2 separate regions of the Arachis hypogaea genome follow, and region 1 is linked to region 2. A link is a contact called in public Hi-C data. All regions are on one chromosome and are shown on one strand. The core of a region is the stretch at or near the end of the contact, and the rest is flanking DNA. Distances in the headings are between cores, read along the strand shown.

What was found. A called contact is a pair of places that touch in the nucleus more often than the background predicts.
Region 1: a contact with region 2 is called in a Hi-C map of leaf, with 3 times the contacts expected there. The contact joins the promoter of LOC112754799 here to the promoter of LOC112754794 in region 2. A contact is called at or near these places in 4 of 8 Hi-C or Micro-C datasets (leaf and an unstated tissue).

Annotation. Positions count from the first base shown.
Region 1 is chr16:121,677,807-121,683,742 of arahy.Tifrunner.gnm2.J5K5, forward strand. It overlaps LOC112754799, which reads left to right and starts at 2,770. Exons shown (of 5, transcript XM_025802574.3): 1 at 2,770-3,231; 2 at 4,072-4,194; 3 at 5,204-5,274; 4 at 5,395-5,481. The coding sequence starts at 3,222.
Region 2 is chr16:121,535,276-121,541,026 of arahy.Tifrunner.gnm2.J5K5, forward strand. It overlaps LOC112754794 (arogenate dehydrogenase 1, chloroplastic), which reads right to left and starts at 2,559. Exons shown (of 5, transcript XM_072219286.1): 1 at 1,880-2,559; 2 at 1,684-1,766; 3 at 1,408-1,564.

The sequences.
Region 1 (5,936 bases), core at 1,520-4,019, 140 kb after region 2:
TTTCCCAAAGGTATAACATATTTTATAGCATCTATGATGAGGAATTTTCTATGGAAAGGTCAAGCCAATGGTCGGGGGCTGAATCTTATTAGCTGGAAGGTGTTGGTCACTTCTAAGAAGTTTGGTGGTTTGAAAATTTGAGATTCATTTTGTGCTAATGTTGTTCTTCTTGGGAAGCTAGTTTGGCAACTCTTTCATCATCCCCACAAGCTTTGGGTTCAACTGTTGGCAGCTAAATACTATTTTTCTTTGGATGACGCTTTCAGCCGTTCTATGGATAACGGATCTCATGTTTGGAGAAGTCTGTGTAAAATTTGGGATATTTTGAAGGATGGTTTTGATTGGTGCATTGGAGATTTGGATCACAATTTTTGGTTCTCTAAATGGAGGAACGAGGGGGCAGCTTTGTAATGAGATGGATTATGTTCACATTTTTGACTCAGATATCCATATTTTAGATCTATGGTCGGTTGGAGAGTGGCATCTTGAGAATGTTTATTCTCCTTTTCAGCATATTTTGTATGAAAGCATTCTCTCCTACAACCCGGATGTGCAAGCAGGTTCAGTGGTAGGCTAAACTTGGTTCGGTGAGCCGGCTAAGGTTTATGATGCTCGGAATGACTACTTATGTCTCTGCAAGAAGATGTCTAGATGGGAGAGAGAGGAAATTGGCTTTGGCTTTGGCGCCCGTTTGTTCCAAAAAAAGATCAAATTCTTGGCTTGACTTTGTCTGCAAGAGGCATTACCCACTGCTGTTTTTTGTCCTAGGAGAAGCTTGTCACCTAAAAATAGTTGCCCCAGTTGCTTGACTTGCCAGGAAACAGTTTTTCATTGTATTCAGAATTGCCCAAAAGCTCAGCTTGTTTGGCAGACTCTGGAGATTTTCAGTCATCCTCTGGATTTGAAGAACTAGTGCTTGTCCCATAGCAAAGAGCATCCTTTTAAATTCTTTTCTAGTCTGTGGTGGATTTAGAGAGCTAGGAACAATGAGATTTTTAACTAGCATGAGCCTTGACCTCCATCTAAAATGGCTCGTATGGCTTTAGCCTTCGAGAAGGAGTTTTAGAATGTCTTTGACTTGCAACGAGTTTCTATTCCTTCTACGATTAGTTGCTGTAGGGTTCCTCCTTCGATGGGTACTTTTAATATCAATTGTGATGCTAGTTACTATAATTCTAGTGATCGGATTGGTTTTGCCTGTGTTAGCAGAGACTGGAACAAAAATTGGCAACGAGACTATTTGGGAATAATAGAGAGCTACAATATTCTACAAGGAGAGTTGTTTGCTATTTAATTTGGAGATGTTTTTTTTTAGCCTGAGACTTGGGGTAAAGAGATGTAATTTGCGAAACAGATTGTCTGGAGGCTTTCATTCTTGTTAACAATTCTCATAATAATGTTGGGTGTGTAGATCCTTTGGTGCTTAAAGTCAGAGATATCATGACTTGGAAGTGGCGTGTTAATTTTCGCTTGATTCTGAAAGATGCAAACACAGTGGCGGACATCATGGCAAAGACGGCGTTGAGATTGCATTCTCAGTATGTAGAACTTCCAATGCCTTGGAAGGAGTTTGAGACGAGTATTCAAAGGGATCGGCTTACGTCTTCTTAGTCTCTTTGGACTTTGTTTTTCTTTTCTGCTTGGTTGTTTTAATTTTTCAATCACAAAAAAATACCTACATTTATTAAAGGTTTAATTACTCTGTTGGTCCCTATAGTTTTGCGAAATTTTTAATTAGGTCAATGTACTTTTTTTTCCTTTTAATTGAGTCCTTGCACCAAAATTTTTTTTAATTGGTCCCTACACTTTTTTTTCTTTTATTTGGATCTCTGTACCAAATTTTTTTTAGTTTGGTCCCTATAAAATTAAGCCAATTACTGTTAAGAGGGACCTAATTGAAAAAAAAATTTAGTGCAGGGACCAATTAAAAGAAAAAAAAAGTATAGGAACCTAATTAAAAATTTCGTGAAACTATAGGACCAACAGAATAATTAAACCTTTATTAAATATCCGATTAATGTTTATGATTATGAGTTTTTGATTATTTTGTTATTTTTTTTTATTAATTTTATATAAAATTGAAATAAACTCTTATGATAGTTAATGTCATATAATTTTGTTGATGTTGTTTATGTTTGTTAAATAACCGTGTTAACAGTATTTTGTTAAATTTTTTAAAATAATTTTGTTGATGGTTAATTTTTCTGTTGCGTTAATTTTTTGTATATTTTTTTATTATATTGTTATGTATTTTGTTGAATTAATTTGTCTAAAATCATTTTTAATTGTGTTATTGGTTGAATGTTAAAAATAGAATAATTATAAACTAAATTTTTAATAATAAATAATTTATTATGTAAAATTATAAAATTTTAAATTTTATTAATTTAAAATTATTAAATTTAAATATTTAAAATTATATATTAATTTTTTTATAATTTTATTTTATATTTAATTAAATTGATTGAATTTCGATTAGATGATTAAATTATTAAATCAGTTATTTTATTGATTTATTAATGGGTTAGGTTTTTGCAACCTTGCTAATAATCTTCCTGATTCAAAAAATTTTAAGTCACAAAATTTTTTTTTTTTTACTATTTCATTTTGTATTTGATTTTATGCTGTATATCAGACCTGGTCGGTTTCGGACGAGCCACTCAACGGGCTGCCCCTGCACAGCAGACCCGGACTGACTCTCGGTTTTGATGAAAACTGGTGACCCGTCGGTTTATAAAACCCGAACCGGACCATGCTTTTTAAAAAATCGAACGACGTCGTTTCCAAGGGTCGAACCCTAACGCACTCATCCCTCTCTTCTCTCATCCGCAGATCAGCCTCTCTCTGTCTCTCAGTCTCTCCCTCTCTCTCACTGTCTCACAGTCTCTGGTCTCAAGCACTCACTCACTCTCTCTCTCTCTCTCTCTCTCAACATCTCTCCCAGTCTGTCCAACTCTCTCGCCGGCGGCAGAAGCAGACGAAACCAGATCCAGCAGCTTGTCCCTGGTCTCGTCGTCGTCGTCTACTCGTCTTCACTCACAGTCGCCGGCGTCTCCTCGTGGTCTGTATGTTTCCGCCTTCCCTCGGCTCGTTGTCATCGGCGGCAAAAGCAGACGCTAGCAACAGTTTGTCCCTGGGCTCCTCCTCCTCGTCGTATTCTTGCTCCGAGGCTTCTCCGTCACTTCCTTCTCCCCGGTTTCGTGGCTAAGTCGCCGTCGACCATGGTGGCTGGTGAGTCCCTGCATTCCCCTCTTCTCTCTTTTTCAATTTTCCCTTGTCCCGTCAATTTTGTTGCTGTAAATCATGACTGAACCATCTTTTGTTGCTGTGAATTTGTTGCTGTATTGAGTTCGATTTATTGTTGTATCGAGTTGAATTTGTTGTTGCATTGAGCTAAATTTATGGTTGCTGTTGAGTTGAATTTGTTGCTGAGCTAATTTTTTTTGTTGCTGAAAATATCTGAGTTGAATTTGTTGCTGAAAATCATCACTGAGAAGAATTTGTTGCTGTAAGAACAGATAGTTTCTGTACAGAGACTCTTGTTACACAGGCATTATTGGACTATTGGTATAATGGTATTTGATGGATTGATTTATAAAATTAGTTGAATTTATGTTTTTGATTAGTTTATTAATCATTAATTTACTGATTATGTCATGTTTTGCGCTCTTGTTCATTTAAATTGAGAAAATATTTTGTATTAGTGTCTAGTTTATTATCTATGTTTGCATCATTAGCCAATGTCTAAGAGTTGATACTTAATTATTATTAATGTGTTTGTAAAGACATGCTCTTGAATTTTTAATTTTAAGTTTATGTTTTGTAATTTCATATTTATATTTAATTGTGAGTTTGTGACCTAGTGTACCGGTTGAACCCGTGAGTTGAACCAGTGATTGGGTTGTATGACCGGGTCAATTGCTGGTTTGGTTCTGAAAACTATGATTATGAGACTTTGGTTGATGTCGTATTTTTAATTTTTAAGATTTATATAGAATATATTTATGTTTCAAAGTTTTCAATTGTTTGTGACTTTTCTAATCAATTTTTGTCTTTCAATTTCTCAAGCAGTGATGGGAAAGATGAACAAGAATAAGAAGGTAGGGGGGAGACATGGGCCTCCAAGTGAACATAATGATATGCAGGATCAAGAGATGGACATAAGGAAAATTATGAAAGAAGTTGAAAATTTTAGTATGTCCCTTATTCTTTTCTCATTTGAAGCTTTCCCTTCTCTTGGCTGTTATCTCCTATCTTTACCTTTTGGTAAATCTAATTTCTCTTGTTGATGTGTTTTGATCTTTTACTTAGTTTTTTTTTTTTTTTTTTTTTTTTGATAAAAAGAGAATAACATTAAGACGAGAGAAAGAATATTACTAACAGTTATAATATACTTCGATGTCAGGCTGATTTTACTATTTATTATTTGTAAATAGGTCGGATTTCTTTGCTCTCCCCTGATGCAGTTTAATCCTTACTATACATACTTGGCATTTGGCAACGAAATGCTCTAAGTAGAATTTTATGGATTATGCCAATTTATTTGGTTAGATAGTTGTGATAGGGCATAATAACATAATCTACAGGAACTTAGTGCGCCATAGTTGTGTTTAGAGTCTTTTGTTTCAAACACTGAATTCACTTTTTTACTTTCTTTGGTAGTTCATGGATTTGGTGAGATTATCTTTAGAACTTATCATTCCATTGGTATAGGAATAAACATTTTAACGAGCCTCTTATCCTCCTTTTATCTCTTCTTAGAATGCAGACTTTTTAATAATCTCAATCTCTGGAAAATTTGAAGAGTATAGGTAGATGAAGGAAACACATAGTCGAAGAAGTTAAGGAGTGCCAACTTTCTTCCGAATTCTAACCAATTTCATCTTGTAGGAAGAGAAAAACAAAATAGGTCTAACCAATCTCCTGCCTGTCTATTTCATTATTCCCTTCTTGCTTATAACCTATGTAACCCTCCCACCATGATCCGATGTAGGCAAGTTTGTTACTATCCAAGTTCCTTTCTTGCCCTTATTCATGTTTTAGTGAGTTTTACAAGGTTTCTATATATTGGAGATATGGAGCTAAACTATATACGATTATCATTATCAGTTTTACTGGGTTTATTCACCTTCTCACCATGTCTATCTATTATTGTAGAGCATTTGTTTGTTATAATAACTAATGATTAACAATTTTTTATTAGGCTACTCACATATGACGTGGAAAGAACGTAAAAAGATTGAGAATCAAAAGGTCGTCTCTCTTGGTGGGAAGGTTAGGACTATCTGTTGATGCTATTTTTTAACATCATGTACCATTGCAAATGGTATTATCAGCAGCATGCTCAAGAATCAAGATGCAAGCTTTAATGGATTTTTGTTTTCCTTTATTTAGCCCCCCAAGAAACAGAGATTACCTCTAAGTGTGGCACGTCCAACATTGAAGAAACAAAAGGAGAGAGAACAGAAAATGCTTCAAGAGGTAATTTCTTTTTACAAACTTTTTGATTAGGCAAAAATAAATCTGAGAAACTCTTGGGGCCCAGCAATTTTTATTATTTTTGGCCATCATTTGACCAGCACAAACACTAAATTATCTTTAACAATTAAATTTTACTATTTCATGTGTGCAAATTCTGGAAAAATGTGGGTGTAAACTGTATTGATTCATGTGGCAAACTTTGGTAAATTTAGGTGCAAAGATAAAATGTTCTTGTGTGGAAAACCCTTGTAAATATGGGTGCAAATTATTGCTAGTTAAGTGCTGGCAAAAAAATGATAATATTTGCTGAAAGCATTGCTCATAAGATCCTAACTTCTTTTCTATTTTCAAATTTTTCTTTTGTAATAAATGATTTATATTTGAAGGGGAGCCTCGGAGCAGCGGATGAGTTGTCTCCACGTGACCTCAAGGTCACGGGTTCAAGCCGTGGAAAC
Region 2 (5,751 bases), core at 1,309-3,808:
TCAGCACAATTTTAACAAAGATTAACAAATCTTTTTCCAAAATTTAACTAAAAAAACCCAGCAGTGAACTAATCATTCAATGATTCAATCAACACCGAAAATACAGAATATAGAGTACAGAACAGCACTGGAGCATAGCTAAGATGGTTCAATCATCGCTAACAACCAGACATGCTTTCAATCTTGCCAGAATCAAGCAATAATTCAGCAATCATCAACCACAATTTCAGATCTAAAACCAGTAACAGCAGAAATTATCAAGGTTCTGAGAACAGGACCGGTTATCGAACCGCTTTAGTCATTAGCTCATCGGTTTAGTAGTTTAACCGGTTCAACCATGGTTCAACCGGAAAAATCGTTTTGTAGTTATATCTTTGAAGTTTCAAATAACAGAAGCAGCAATCATTCAAGAAATGAACCCTTTTCTCTTCAAACTCTCTACAATTTCAGTAAAATAAACTACTTTTCATGTTTGCATACAGTTTTAGTCCAAAGCTTTAAAAAATATGCTTTTAACTAGCTTCTTAGTACAATCAGTTTTTAACATGTAAAATTAGAAATACAAAAATTGTAAAATCCTTAACCTTATATTTTAATTAAGACTAAGATTAAGTAGCCCAGCTAGTATAAAAAAATATACTGAGTTTCAATTCCAAATCTAATTGACTAACAACTGCTGCATTATACATGTTTGCGAAGTACTCCGAAAGTGTATGAAATATTGAAATGCACCATTCAATGCAACAAAAACCTATGCAGGATGCACTGTACAACAAAAGTATAGTTCAGGACTTGTATATGGGAAAATAAGATAGTAAATCAAAAATAAAATTTTTTCACCATATCACCATATTTAAAAACTCATATATCCACCTTAAACTAAGACAAATAAATTAATCTCATAATTAAGCCAGTCATAATGCAGCATAATTTGTGAAACTTAATGACACACAAAAGTCAGTCTTAAGGCCCAAATAAAAAGGTGCTTATAGAACATAATTCATATTTCCTAGCACTAGTATAACCTGATTCCTAATAATTCAAAGGCTAGATTTATTAATGCTATTGTGCTAGAATAAAAGCTCTAATTTCCGCAACCCAGGTAGAAGCAGTCTATTTCCAGCATTCAAGGACAGCAAGGTTGGGAATGTTTTGAACAAAATATTGGAGTTCAATTAATTATTAAGACAATCACAATTTATGCATAATTAAATCACAAAACAGTAAAACACAAACCAGCACATCATCAGCTCATCACTACCCAAAAAGATCACAAAACACAAAACAACAGCAGAACAGAGCAGCGAAAGCTAATCAATAATCATTCAATAAAAACGTAAACTCAATAATCATTCAATGATTTCTGAAAAGAGCATAAAAAAGAAACAAGAACAAGTGAGCACTGACTGTGGCGGACGAAGCTCAAAGAGACAAGCCCTGACTGCAGCGGACGGTGGCAAACACGGCTGCTCCCTGCGGCGGTGGTGGAGGCTAGGATTTTTCTCTTGGTTGAGCTTCTGATCTCTGAACTCGAAGGAAAGAGATTGGAGTGTAGAAGGGTTTTCTTCAATAAAATCACAAAACATTCAATAATCAATTAATCATCATGTGATTTGATTTCTGAACAGAGCATTAAAAAAATTAAAAAAAAAAACGAAGAACAAGTGAGCAGTGAGCACTGACCTTCGGTCTGAGACGGCGACCAAATTAGTAATTATAATGAAGCAGCAACACAAATTCGCCAACAACAGAACCAACCGCAACAACTAGAAAACTCCATGCCAACAATAACTTCAGAATCCAATTTCAGAACACAAACTCAGCTCAGAATCTTAAAAACTAACTAAAAAATAAAGATGAAACTGAAGAAATGGCCTACTGGTGAGACGCCGAGGGAGGAACGGCGGTGACAGAGTGAGCTCGGAGTAACACGGCGCTGACAATGACCTCGTAGAGATAGAAAGAGATCTTGAAGAGAGAGACGCCGAGAACAGAGCTCGTTACGGCGAGGAGACGACAGCCGAGCAGGAGCAGTTCGCGACGGCAACGAGAAGAGCTCCGAGCAGAGATTCCACCGCGAGGAGAAGAGGGTGAGGGGCAGAGACGTTCAGCGACGGCACTCTCTATCAGTCACAAATCCAGTGGCGACGGCGAGCTCTGGCCGAGGAGAGGAGTTCGGCGATGGTAGGAGCTGCTGCCTGCTGCAGCTAGTGGTGGCTGGCTGAGGAGTGTTGATGATGAGTTGATGAATCGCGGGACTGGGGAGGCCTTTAGGGTTAACTGGTTAAGAGTGGGTGAGTGAGTGAGTGGAGGCTAGGGTTGCCGTTGGAGGTTGCTTTTCTCAATCAGGAAGGGGCTGGAAGGAGGAGTTTGTGAGTGAGGCCGCGAGGGTGCTGCAGTTTGGTTAGGGAAAATTTTTGAAAATCGTACAGATTTTGGTTCGGTCCGACCGATTGCTTTTCAACCGATTCGACGGTTCAACAACAAATTTCAATTTTAGTAGTTACAGTTTCTAATCGAAATATCGAATCACAAATTTCGTGGATTCATAGTTCAACCGCTTCGTATCGTTCCAGAACTTTGAGTACAATATATGAGGGGTTATTTGTAAGAGGAATCTTTTATATTTTTCTTTTTTTTTTTTCCTAAAGTTTAATTTGGAGGATTTTTTTTAAATAAATATTTTAAATATTTTATTTATCAATATATGTAATTTACTTATCTACTTTTACTTAATATACTAAAATTGAATTTTTTTTAACTAATAAAGATGAGGTGTCAATTCTTCATAAATTCATTTTCTCTCCAAAATGAATGTATTATTCTCTCTTCTAAATTTATTTTAGAAAAATATCTTTAATATAATTATATTATAATTAGTATTTAATAAATAATACATAATTATACTAATTTAAAAGATATTTTTATTATAATTATATCAAATCAATATTTAATGCATTATTAAACTACTTATCAATTATCAATTGAAAATATTTTTAATCATTTTAATAATAATAATAATAATAATAATAATAATAATAATATGATATGATAATGACACTGGTTATTCTAATCATGATAAAAAATATTTGATTCTAATCATAATATGATCAAATCTAATGATATTAACAACGCAAATATATGATATATAACGTAAATAATAAAAAATTAATTTAATAATAATTAATTTATATCTTTTTTAATTTATTTTAGAAAAATATCTTTATTATAATTATATTATAATATTATAATTAGCATTTAATGAATAATTCATAATTATACTAATTTAAAAAAAATATTTTTATTATAATTATATAAAATCAATATTTGATGCATTATTAAACTAATTATCAATAAAAAATATTTTGTCATTTTAATTATATTGATATAATTCTAATTTTTATAATTAAATTCTTAGTCATTTTAGTAATTAAATTTTTTATAATTACTTTACAGTATAATAAATAATAGAATAATATTAATTAATCTCAATTTCTGATTTACCTTTGTTCACCTAATTTACAATTATTATATATTTGAATGTGATTTTTATACATTTTTAATGGATTTAACTAATTTATATCTTAAGAATACATGTTAAAATTATAAATTAAATTTTTTTATTAAAAATATAAAAATTTAAAGTTTTCAATGTATTTTTTTGTATTTATTAAAAAAATATTTAAAATTTTTTATAATAATAATCTTATCATATACTTTTAATGCATATATCAGCTAAACTTATTTTTAATTTTCCATGTTTATTATCTTTAAATTTAATGACTTTATAAATCAAACACCAATCTTTTTTTTTAAATGTGCAATAATTGTTTTCTTAATCAATTTATCTTATTAATTATTTATGGGTTTAGTTAACATGACATACGATAAAATTACCAATTAAAAAAGTCTTCATAAAAATATATGTACAAAGTTTAAATTTTTAATGCATTTATGATTTATTATATATTTGTTAAAGTAAAATATTTTAAAAAAAGTTATTACTAGTAATTTTAACTTATTTTCAAATACGTGTTAATTAAATCCTTTGTTTATTACCAAAAAGTGTTATGCTGCCATTCTTTAATCTATCTTTTTTTACATTAAAAATCATATATAGCAATTTAATATACGTTTAATGTTTTTATTATTGATTCTTTCTTAAACATTCTTTATATATAATCTTTATTAATTAAATAAATTTTAATTATACATATTTTAATGTTTAATTATTTTTTATTTCTTTTTATTTTTACCAAATTAATGTCCAAAAAATGCTATACTTTTTTTGCATTGTGTAACATTTCATTACCTACTTTTGCGTATAACAGTGTATTTAATTTAAAATTAATTTACATATAATAACTGATATAAAAATTAATTTTAACAACACAACTTAAAATTATAATTTTAATCTTATCACACGGATTATTACACTTGTTTAAACATAATTTACGTTTTTGCATCTTATTATTTATCTCGTTTACCGTGTAAACGAATTAATTATCTCTCGTTTATATTGTAAACGAGATTAGACACATAATATATGAAAATTGTCGTACTCCACGTATTGTTTATAGTGTAAATGAGATATACTTATAATTAATTCGTTTACCCTATAAACAAAATATATATTTGTAAGTATAAAAATATAATTTTTAAAATAATAAAAATATTAATAATTTAATTTAGATCGATTTAAAAAGATTGATATATTTTATTACTATTTAGAAGGAATGAAATATTAACAAATATTATAATTGCATCATTAAATTTAAAGAAATTTCAAAAATAGGAGCAATTTGTTTGTTTGATTGGGAGTCAAAATCCTGTGCCGCTGATAAATATTTTCGAATTTTTCATGTTTTACATCCTGTATCAATCAACTCTTCCCTTTTCTATTATATTACGGTAGAAATTCAGGTGCAGTCGACTTTAGGTGAAGTTGATAGTTGAGAATTATTAGATAATTTGACTAATTTAACTAAATTTTCATCTAACAACACTTATCTATCAACTTCACATAAAGTTGACTGTACCTGAATTTTCACATTATATTATTTAAAAAGTCAATCTTCTTTGCGTATAGTTCATTCAAATTTTTAAACTCTGAGTTTTTTTTTTCTTTTTAAATTTAATTTTATTATTTAATTAAATTTCAAACTACCCACTATTTTTTAAAGAGAATTTGAAACAGCACATTCCCATATTCATTTGAAACGTTAAGCTATTTCTCTAGAAGAGTGAAGGGGAAATCTCTACATTAATAGAATATTTTAATTTTTTTTATCATATACTTACTTTAAATAGAATAATGAACGGTTTTAAATCTAATTTATAGAAATTTAGAAAAATAATAAATAAAAAAATTAAATAAGTAATGGAAGAAAATACCAAATTAAAAAAATTGAAAGTTGAATAAATTTAAATAAAATTTTTATGTACTCTTCTAAATATTAAAAATTTAAATATACATATTTTTTATACCTGTTACAAATTTAAAAATAAATTTAATGTATTCTTTTAAGTGTAATCGTTTTTTATAATAATACATATATCTCGTTTACACTATAAACAAGATATATGTATTTTTTCAAACTCTAAATATTTCGTTTACTGTTTAAATGAGATAAGCCAAATGATATAAATTGATAAATACGCTATGAATTACATATTTCGATAAATAAAATAATTAAATTATTTATTTTAAAAAAATCCTAATTTGTATGTAAGGATATTTTACGTAATAGT